Linked DNA regions of Ovis aries: region 2 is linked to region 1. Evidence: chromatin contacts called from public Hi-C data. All regions are on one chromosome and are shown on one strand. Each heading gives the region's core, a stretch centred on a gene start, on an enhancer-like site or on the middle of the called end of the contact. The rest is flanking DNA. Distances are from core to core; before and after follow the strand shown.

Region 1 (5,466 bases), core at 2,235-4,734:
CTCTGTCTCTTCCAGAACTTCCTTTTTTTCCTTCCTCAGCCACTTCTGCTCCTTCCCTCTTTTTCTGTCCTAGGCAGAGAGAGAAAACCAGAAACTACCCATGTCTTTTATCTTTCTATTTTTATTTTTAATTTATTTTTTTCTTATTTAAGCCAATTGTCTTTTTTTAAACTTTTAATTTTATATTGCAGTGTAGTCAACAATGGTGTGATAGTTTCAGGTGGACAGCAAAGGGACTCAGCCATACATATGCATGTATCCATTCTCCCCCAAACTCTTCTCCCATCCAGGCTGCTGCTGCTGCTAAGTCACTTCAGTCATGTCTGACTCTGTGCGACCCCATAGAAGGCAGCCCACCAGGCTCTGCCACCCCTGGGATTCTCCAAGCAAGAACACTGGAGTGGGTTGCCATTTCCTTCTCCAACGCATGAAAGTGAAACGTGAAAGTGTAGTCGCTCAGTCGTGTCCGACTCTTTGCGACCCCATGGATGGCAGCCCACCAGGCTCCTCCGTCCATGGGATTTGCCAGGACGTACTGGAGTGGGGTGCCATTGGCTACCGCATAACATTGAGCAGAGTTCCCTGTGCTATTCAGTAGGTCCCTGGTGTTTATCCATTTTTAAATATAGCAGCATGTACATGTCCGTCCCCAAATCCCTAACTGTCTCTTCCCCTGGTAACCTCAATGTTCCTTCTCTTAAGTCTGTGAGTCTGTTTCTGTTTTATAAATAAGTTCATTTGTATCATTTCTTTCTAGATTCCACATATAAGTGATATCATATGATATTTGATATCATATGATATTTCTCATTCTCCACCCAAGTCTTTAAAAACAAGTGCTTCTGAGAAGAGCCCAGTTCTATTCAGTTCAGTTGCTCAGTTGTGCCCCACTCTGCAACCCCATGGACTGTAGCACGCCAGGCCTCCCTGGCCATCATCAACTCCCGGAGATTACTCAAACTCACGTCCATTGAGTCAGTGATGCCATCCAACCATCTCATCCTCTGTTATCCCCTTCTCCTGCCTTCAATCTTTCCCAGTAACTCTTTTCAAATGAGTCAGTTCTCTGAATCAGGTGGCCAAAGTATTGGAGTTTCAGCTTCAGCATCAGTCCTTTCAATGAATATTCAGGACTGATTTCCTTTAGGATGGACTGGTTGGATCTCCTTGCAGTGCAAGGGACTCTCAAAAGTCTCCTTCAACACCACAGTTCAAAAGCATCAGTTCTTGGGCGCTCAGCTTTCTTTACAGTCCAACTCTCACATCCATACATGGCCACTGGGAAAACCATAGCCTTGACCAGACAGGTTCTCTATAGCTCATCTCCACTCTTCTGAAGCCTTCTCCACTCATCTACGAACAGTCCCAGTTCTCACCTCCTTTCCTATCCGCACTGCTTCCCAAACCTGTCATTTCTACTCAGAAGACTGCCTTAAAGGACTTGAAAGCGCCCAGCCTGGGCGACCCAGCCCTGCATAGGGCTCCCAGCTGTGGAGCTCACCGCCTGCATCTCAGCGAGGCTGCCTGTCCCGAGCGGCGGGTTTATCTGCGCTCCACGACCCCAGCCCCCGCACCCCGCCCCCCCACCCCGCAAGAGTGGACATTCCGCAGCTCTGGCGAGGGTCCAGGCGAGCAGCAGAACTCAGAGTCAGGGTTTGGGCTTAGGGGAGATTCCGCTCAGAGACCGGGAAGGAGAGTTGCCTGCTGCGGGGAGGGGGAGGGGGAGGGCGCGCCCTCGGAGAGGTGTGGTTCCGCACTCCACAGCCACATCGCCGTCCTCCGCGCCCCCTCCCCCCTGCCAGACTCTGAATCAATACATTTTGAATCTAATCTAATAACAGAGATTTAACGAGGGGATAATGCTTGTGGAGCGGCCGGGCGCTTTGTCTCTTCTTGCAAGCGGCAGCTGGGGCCCATTATCTGGGGACAATGCCCCATGCTAATCACTCCCTCTCTCCTCCCGGGGTTTGCAGGGAGGGTGTTGGGCAAGAGAGGGCAGCTTCTCCCCTGATTGGAGGGGCGTAGAGGGGTGGGAGGGGGGGATGACGTCGAGAAGGGTCTGGCCGGGGCCCCTCTCAATTGGCTTGGCCTGACACCAGCCCAGTGGCCTGGTCCCCACACTGTCCATCCCGAGCAGTTAGGGCTGGAGCCCAAACAGCGCACACAAACAGCAGATAATTACCTATCAGCTGCAGTACCAGGGGCTGGGAGTTGGGTGGGTTTTGTTGATTTTTTTTTCTTTCGTCTAACTTGGTCCTCTATAATTTAAGCTCTCCCATTAAGGCCTGTGATTGGCTGGCCTTGACTGTCACTGGTAGAGAATTAAACCCTGCTTTTAGAGACCAAGAATACCCTTCTCTGAGACAGAAGCCTGTCCACACGCTCTCTCTCTCCTATCTGAGACCTTCTATCTGGACTTGACCTGAAGGAAGATGGGTGAAGGTTAGACTGCAGGAGAAACCTCCTGAGAGCCATATTCCTGACGTGCATGAGACTGGGAGTCTGAAAGGGAAGAATGGAACCTCGTTTCCTAGAAGCCTTTGAAGAGAGACCTTTATCTAGGTTGGGAAGGGGCAAACCATGGAGAAAACCGCATCATTCTCCTGCCAGAGCTCAAGTTGGGAGAGACCCAGAGCTAGGACACCAGAAGTGTGGTCACCCAATTCCTTTTGCAGTATATTTACTTGGTACAGTATGAGCATGCTGTGTGGAGTGGACTCCCCCACAGTGGAATTTTGGCCCCATCACATGCTCACTGTGAAACCTTGGACAAGCACTTCAGTCCTCCGTGCCTCAATCTTCTCATCTGAAAAATGGGTACACATTAGTACCAGCTCATAGGGTCTGTGGAGAAAGCTGATTTTCACACTCCCAGCTTGGTGCAAAAGCCTAGGGAGGTCGTGAGGCTGGAGTACAGGGATGTTGAGTGGCATATGGACCCTTCCTCGATCTGCTCACATCACATTCTGAATGGGTGAGAACTTCTCCCATTTCCTTGTCTCCGTTTTAGAAATGGGCAGGAGAAAGTGAGCTGGTCACTCGCTCCCTATAAGGCCAGCTCTGTCCACATCAGGCTGAACCCACATCTCTATGTCCTGTTCCTTCCTGTCCCTTTTTCTCCTACTGTTACCCCCTCTGCCCTGCCCTTGAGCACTCCCAGGCTCCTTTGTACAGAGTTCCTTCGTAAAACCACAGCTTCAAGTTCTCCGGGAAAGCCTGTGGCTACTGGGCAACGCTTGGGTGGATTATCCTGATTCGAGTTGGATCTCTTCCCTTCAATTCCACCTCCTGTGTCCCTGTCTGCAAAAATAGATTCTTGGCAGAAGGACACACCATAAGCATGACATTCGGAATCATAGGAGCGTAGGATTCATTTCCATGTGCCCTGAAGAACCCCCGATTCAAAGCTCAGGAAGAAGTACCATCCTAAGGGCCTGGCGTGAGACTTCAGCCAAGGGCAGCCATAACCCTGTCCTTCTAGACTCTGTCCACAAGGTGGCGGCAAAGTCCAGAAGTTCTATGGAGGGGCCTACGAAGCACTTTTTGCCCTCACCTCACCCCGCTTCCCCCCAAATGCCCCACCCCCTCGGGAGTCTCTGAGTCCCCTCTTCTCAAGGCAAGCCCCTTCCTTTTGGCCAGCACCAAGGATCATGTTTCAGAGAGCTCGGTGCCCTGTTTTGACTCTGGGCAGAGGCTGTGCCCATGCTGATCCCTCCGCGGCAGCCTCTTTTGTTTCCGTACTCGGGCCTCGAGCCCACACCAAGCTGCACACCTAGTTTATTTCCCCCTTTCTGCTTGTGTGATGAAGATATCAATGCCTAATGGTGAAAGGAGCCGTTTTAGCTAAAACCGGTACACACACAGGTCCATGGAAGACTCCCCACGTTTCTCTGCTGCCGGTGTCTCTAGGGCCCCAATTCCAGCCCACATGACACACGCTTTGAGATGATCCTCGATGGTCCTGGGAAGGGGCTGCCCAGAGCAGGAGCCGGGAAGGTGTGGGTGGGGGTGGAGGTCAGTAGTTAGAGAAGGTGCGTCCTGGGAGACACTCATCCAGTGCCTCTGGGGTGAGGACCAGAGCTGATGTTGGTCCTGAGCAGAGTTAATGGCATGATTTCTTCGCCCATCCCAGGGCAACAACCACAACCTTTTGCTCTTGCAGCGTGCTGGCTGTATGTATTAGTCTGCCGCTGCTGCTGTAACAAATTACCAATTTATTCATTCATTTCCCCTGTTGATTCTTTTTAAAATTAATTTTTATTGTAATATAGTTGCTTTACAATGCTGTTAGTTTCTGCTGTACAGCAAAGTGGATCCCCTACGCATGTACATATATCTCTTCTTTTTTGGATTTCCTTTCCATTTAGGTCGCCACAGAGCACTAGAGTTCCCTGAGCTGTACCATAGGTTCCCGTTAGTTATCTAATAGTGTATATATGTCAGCCCCCATCTCCAAATTCATCCCACTCCGTTTCCTCCACTTGGTGTCAATACAGTTATTCTCCATGTCTGTATCGCTGTTTCTGTTTTGCAAATAACAAATTGCCAATTTGAAAACACAAATTCCTTATCTTGCAGTCCAAAGTGGATTGGCAGGGCTCTGCTCTTGCTGGAAGTTCCAGGAGACACTGTGTTTCCTTGCCTTTTCTGTAGTCTAGAGGTTGCCTCTATTCCTTGTCTGATGGCCCCTTCCCCCCGTCTCAAAGCCAGGAGTATAATATCTTTCAGATCTCTCTTTCTTACGTGTCTCTCTCTGTTTTACCTCCCTCTTCACTTATAATGACCTTTGTGAATCTGGTGGGCTCACCCAGATGATCCAGAATTAAGTCCCACCCTCAAGATCTTTAAATTAATCACATCTGCAAAGACCCTTTGACTTGTAATGCAACATAATCACAGGTTCTGGGTGTTAGGGAGAAGTTATCTGGGGAGAGGGGCATCATTCTGCCATTTTTAAAGTCTTTATTGAATCTGTTACAATATTGTTTCTGTTTTATGTTTTGGTTTTATGGCCGAGAAAAGTGGGATCTTAGTTTCCCGACCAGGAATCGAACCTACACCCCCATCATTGGAAGGGGAAGTCTTAACCATTGGACCACCAAGGTTGTCACCTTAGGGCTTCTGGAGGCAAAAGATGTTAAACATAGCATGGGGTGAAAAATCACCTCCCTACTAAGACTTTCATAGAGACAAACACATCCTTCTCCTGATTCACCCTCTTTGAGACGGTAGTACAGGCAAGGCGGATGGGTAGAACAACCCCTGGAGGACCTTCCGAGGTTAGGGTCCAGGAAATGGTGCCTTTCCGCTAGGTGACCCTTCATCACGGCCCGAGGTGCCAGCTCTGTGCTCTGTCCTTTTCTCTTTGCTGGCGTATCCACCCCCTGCCCTTTCCACCCAAGGACTCATCTTTCTGCTCTCACCCATGAATCTTGAATCTAGCCACCAGATGGGTGTGTCGCTGGG
Region 2 (5,207 bases), core at 1,038-3,537, 270 kb after region 1:
TCTGGTCATAGAGACCTCGCTAAGAACAGAGCAGGCAGGCTGCCCCCCGGGTGTGAAACCAGTGCCAGGCCTCAGGGGCTGGCCTGGCCTCCAGCGGCATCCTGGGCATCAGCGGGAAGCGTCCTCCACGTGATGCCCTCCCAGCACCAGCCCGGCGGTGGGGCCTGATCTCCAGCCTCACCTGCCAGCTCTGGGCGCCGACCCTTCAGCCCCCCTGGTCCGGTGTCTGTGTGTCCCTGGGGTTGCGAGCTGCAAATCGCCTGGAGCTACACTCACCTGCCTGGGTGGGTGGCAGCCCCTCTGCGGGTGGCCGCTCTGTCCGTCTGTCCTTTCTCCTTCCCGGTCTCTGCGCTCCGCTCTGGTCGTTTTCCTTCACCTTCTCGTCTCTCCCTCTCCCCCAGTCCTTCTCCCCTCTCCCCTTCTCTCTCTGTCTCTCCTTCCTTTTGAGGTTCCTTTGGGTCCCATACTCTTTTCCCCTCCCCATGTTTCTCATCTTGGAAAACAACCCTTTGCCCCTTGATTCCGAGCCCCTGCCCCGTTCCTCGGAGCCCTTGGGCCAGGCCTTTTTCCTCCCGTCCCTGCTCATTCCCATGCCCCCCCAACCCCACCCCACCCCGGCCTCCCTGCCCCTCCCCCATGTCCCTCCCCCGCCTCCCCCCCAGGCCTCAGCGTTCTCTTGACAGATGGGAGGGCAGTGAGGGCTCCCTCTTTAAAACAACATTTAATCGCCGTTTTCTGTTCTTGGACATCAAAGCTGGGGCTTAGGCACTGTGCTGGGGTCGCAGTGCGCGGGCTCTGGGGGAGAGGAGGTGAGTGAATAGGGCCGGACTGAATGGGCTTTGTGTGGCCGCTGGGGTCTGCCTGCTTTACGTGCTCTTTGACCCAGATATGATCTCATGGAGAGAGAGGGGCCCTGGCCGTGGCCAGCCTGAAAACGCTCCCTGGCCTGACTCAACCCCCCCCAACCCCCCCGGCCCGCCGCCCCAGCCTCCCTCTCCAGGGCAGGGGGCTGGCCGCCCGCCTGCCTGTGGCCAGCCCAGGTGCAGCTGCCCTCAGCTCCAGCCTTCAGCCCAGGGCCACCTCCTCCAGGACTGGGCTTGCCCAGAGGATGCTCTGCTGGGCTCAGAGGAGGGGCTGGGCTGCTGGCAGGGCGGGGCAGGGGTTCCATTCCTCCTGACTGTGTCTCCGGGGACATTAGGTGGGAGGCTGCCCCTCCCGGCACACAGGCACACTATCCCTTCTTGGATGAGGCTGCTGGAGTTTTGGTGGGTTCTGGGGTCACACGGATCAACCTTAATGGCTCTCCTTTCAGCCGCTCTGAGGGGGCCCCTCCTGCCAGAGGTCGGAGCACCAAGCAGCAGAGCCAGCAGAGGCTTGCTGAAGACTCAGGTTGTGGCGGGGGAGCAGACAGAGCTGTCCAGCTGAGTCCGAGGCCAGGGCGTTCCCCACCCAGGTCTACACTGCTGGGGCTTCTGCCTGGCCTCTCCGGGGCCCCTTGTCCCTACCAGGAAGGCAGGGAACTGAGGAGTACTGACCCCACGTGCTCTTCCTCTCTCCATCCACCCTTGAGTTTGCAGCGGCCCAGATGGATTTCCCAAAAATGCAAACAGCATCACGTCACTCCTTTGATTAAAGTCCCTCGTTACTCTGCAGATGGAGTTCTGACTCCTTCCTTAACAAGGTTTGCAAGACCCTCCATGAGAGAACCTCTGCCGGCCATCCCAGCCTCATCTCAGCATCGCACCCTGCCCTGCCCTTGTCCCCACCTCCCTGGCCCCTGTGCTCCAGACTGCAGAGGGCTTCTGGAAGACACTGAGCTCTGTGCCCCGTGGGCCTTTGCTTGTGCCTTGTGCTCTGGGAACTGCATCACGCATACACACACTGGCCTCGCTTTGGTCTCGGCTCAGGTCCTGGGCAAACCCTAGTTGCCCAGGAAAGCTCTGCAAGGGGCCGCTGAGATGGGGTTCAGTCACCCCTTCCCTCCCTGGTCCCATTGTCCTCATGCGTTATGATAACTCACTTCCTTAACTGTCAACGTTGCCCCAATGCTAAGTTCCTTGAGAGGGGGCATTGTGTGTCTTCATATTCCCAGACCCTGACGCTGTCCGGCATGTAGAAGGCCCCCAGTAAAGCTTTGCCGGATAAACAGATGGGAGAAGGAGGGAAGGAGAGACAGCATCAGCGGCTGAGGTCAGAGGTGCACACCCATGCCGCCCAGGCACCTCCATGAGCGTGCATGTCACCGTGTGCAGACTTCAGTGGAGGCGACCGTGCCTCCCCTCACACGTGCCCACGTCAGTTTAGAGAGACGCCTGAAGAGTCAGCACATAGCCATGTGCAGGGGAGGAGCAGTCAGCCCAGGACAGCGGTGCATCTCAGCCTGGATATCGCTCTGGGTGCATGTGTACGCATGAGCACGTGGGTGTAGACACCTGGTCCCCAGCCACTTTGGGGAGAGGTTATCCCCCAACTCTTGCTGTGGCTCAGACCCAGGCCTGCCATTCCCCGCCTCCCCCCAACCCCAGCCCCTGCCCCTCACATGGGCTGGCGGGAGGGCAGGCTCTTCTCTGGGCTGTGTTTGCTCTCCGGGGGGGCGTCTCAGTGAAAGTGAACTCACTCATTTAAACCTGACTCTGCAGCCTTGCAGCCCCCTGCAGCGCTAATTACCCTGTAGCTCTAAACTGATTGCTGTACACTACGCTTAAGCCCTCCTTTATTTATTTACTGACTACATTAATAGGAAAGCCACTGCTTTCTGCAGCTCACGACTGTACCCGGCTGACACCCCGTTCCTCTGCCACCGCCTCTCCTGGGGGGCGGGGGGTTGGGGGAGGGGTTGGTGATGCAGAGATACAGCCTGGAAGGCCCACCCTCTCCTGGAGATCCTGGGGCCACAATGTGAAAGTCACAGCTTCCGCCTCATACTCCCTGACCCGAGCAGGGGGCTGCTTCTCTTGTTCTGGCTCTTCAAAAGAGCAGGAGCCCAACACCCTGCTTCCCCAGGGGGGTCTGCTATTTGGGGGACTCTTGGAAGCCTCCCTTTCTTCATAGCTCCTGTGAGGTGCTGAGTGCTGGCCACATTTTACGGGTGGGTAAACTGAGACTGTGACTCGTGGTGGTGGCCGGTGAAGGTGAGGCTGGAAGCCGAGATCTGTCATTCCATCAGCTCCGTCTCTTCTCTCCGCCAGGCCACCTCTCTAGGTGACACCCTCCCACTCCTGGCCCGATCAACCCAGGTTGGACCATTTCCATTTAGTGATATGTTTTCACAGCTTCTACTCCTGTGTTGAATCAAAGCCTTTATCTCCCAGCTTTTTCTGCCTCATTCACACGCCTGCCCAGAATTTGCTGGAAACCCGGGCCCTACAGCCTTTCCTTCACTCTCAGTAGCCTGTCCCAGGGCAGACCTAAGGCCAGCCTTAGCCAGAGGACCACGTCCCCCCTGCCATTCACACCTGGGTGGGTCTGGAGAGCGAGGCCAGCTGTGGGCTCCTGCAGGGTGGTGTCATCAGGCTGCCTGGCACTGTCTGCTTCACCAAGTGCCCTCAGGCCCCATGAGGCAGAGCTGAGCCCCGGCCTTGGGGCCTGGCAGCAAATGAAGCCCAGATGGGTCCCATCAGGGTGCAGCATATGGCCCCACGGAATCGAGCACCCAGCTCCACTCTGACTGATGTGTGCTGGCTGCTATTCTGGGCTCCCCCCAAGGAACAGGGGCAACTGAGTCCAGGCTGAAAGAATCTAGTGTCCAGAGTCAAGAGGACCTAGCTCTGAGGCCATTCATCGTGTGACCTAGACCGTAACTCCAAGCGACTCTGAGGTTCTCTGTCCTTAGTGTAAAATGGGGTACAGAAATGCCTGCCCTGTTTACCTTCAGGACATTGCCAACTGAAGCAAGGCATGTGAATCAGCTTTCTAAACACCACGGTGCTATAAAATGAAAGCATAAATTAGTGGGGGAGGGGGGCAGTGGTGCTCATGGCCTGGGCATTCATTTCCAGAGCTAGGGCCCTGCAGCCAGGACCTGGAAGACTTGGGGTGGGTTCCTGGGCTCTCTGGCATCACTGGGACTCTATCACCACCTAGTGGACACTGACTGCAGGTGCCTCTACTGGGCAGGCAGGTCTGGAAAGAGACTGGGAAAGCACATCCCCTTGCAAGGAACTTGGGTTCTTGGGGGGCACCCTGTGCTATACCGAGTCTGAGGTAGGGCTTCCCAGTGGTGCTAGTAGTGAACAACCCGCCTGCCAATGCAGGAAATACAAGAGACGAGGGTTCGATCCCCAGGTTGGGAAGAACCCCTGGAGGAGGGCATGGCAACCCACTCCAGTGTTCTTGCCTGGAGAATCCCCATGGACAGAGGAGCCTGGCGGGCTACAGTCCATGGACCAGGTTTGGCTTCATAAGAGGAGAAAGTGGTCCAGTTTTACACCAGAAAGGAAATGCTAAACTACTTGGGAGATGGTGCAGTTGGATTTTCCAGAAGTTCGCCCGAGTCAGTATTTCTTCCCCGATCCTTTTTCTCCTGGCTGAGCAACTGGCCTTGTCAAATCCAGCCCCTCCTGTCCCCAAAGGCTGCCATCAGCCAGCCCACACCCCAAGGATCCACGTGGCCTCATCTGACACTGAAGGAAGATCAGCCTCGAGGGGATCCAGCCCCTCAAAAGCTTTGCTGCTGGGAGAGAAGCAGGCAGGCCAGAGGGCTGCACAGGAGCTCAGAGGTCCCCAGCTCCACACTCGAGAGCCTGAGAGGGGACAGCAAAGCGCAAGGGGCGGTGGGACCAGCTCTTACTTCCTGAGAACCTTCAGAGAGCCTAGGAGAGCCGTCATGGAAGGTTGCTAAGGTCAGTTCCTGCCTCTAAATAGAACCGCCCTTCTCATACAGCGGGTTGACCTGTGCCTGTCCACAGCACCTCTCTGGCTGCTTAACGCCTGAGTTCTCTGGGAGGTAGTGGACTCTCCTTGGACATTGGGGTCTACAGGGTATTTGATTGGAAGTGATCTTAGGTTGGGTCATTTTGCCTCTCTTCTTGACTCTTGGCACCTCTGACCGTCTCAAACGGATTCAACGGAATGGTTTAGAAGACCCTTCCCAATGTGGCTCAGACGGTAAAGCGACTGTCTACGATGTGAGAGACCTGGGTTCAGCCCTTGGGTTGGGAATATTTCCTGGAGAAGGAAATGGCAACCCACTCCAGCACTCTTGCCTT

Evidence for each region. Hi-C and Micro-C count contacts between places; a contact is called where the count stands out from the background.
Region 2: a contact with region 1 is called in a Hi-C map of liver, with 6 times the contacts expected there. The contact joins two enhancer-like sites. A contact is called at or near these places in 10 of 16 Hi-C or Micro-C datasets (blood, liver, mesenteric adipose tissue and 5 more).

What each region holds. Positions count from the first base shown.
Region 1 is chr15:24,234,192-24,239,657 of ARS-UI_Ramb_v3.0, forward strand. No RefSeq gene overlaps it. Among named protein-coding and RNA genes, the nearest start is that of HTR3A, 18 kb to the left of the region's middle. Within about 2 kb of position 3,485, at least 3 of the 54 cell types and tissues checked have an H3K27ac peak or open chromatin away from gene starts, as enhancers often do. A contact at or near this core is called in liver, where this site is marked.
Region 2 is chr15:24,508,139-24,513,345 of ARS-UI_Ramb_v3.0, forward strand. No RefSeq gene overlaps it. Among named protein-coding and RNA genes, the nearest start is that of NNMT, 19 kb to the right of the region's middle. Within about 2 kb of position 2,288, at least 11 of the 54 cell types and tissues checked have an H3K27ac peak or open chromatin away from gene starts, as enhancers often do. A contact at or near this core is called in liver, where this site is marked.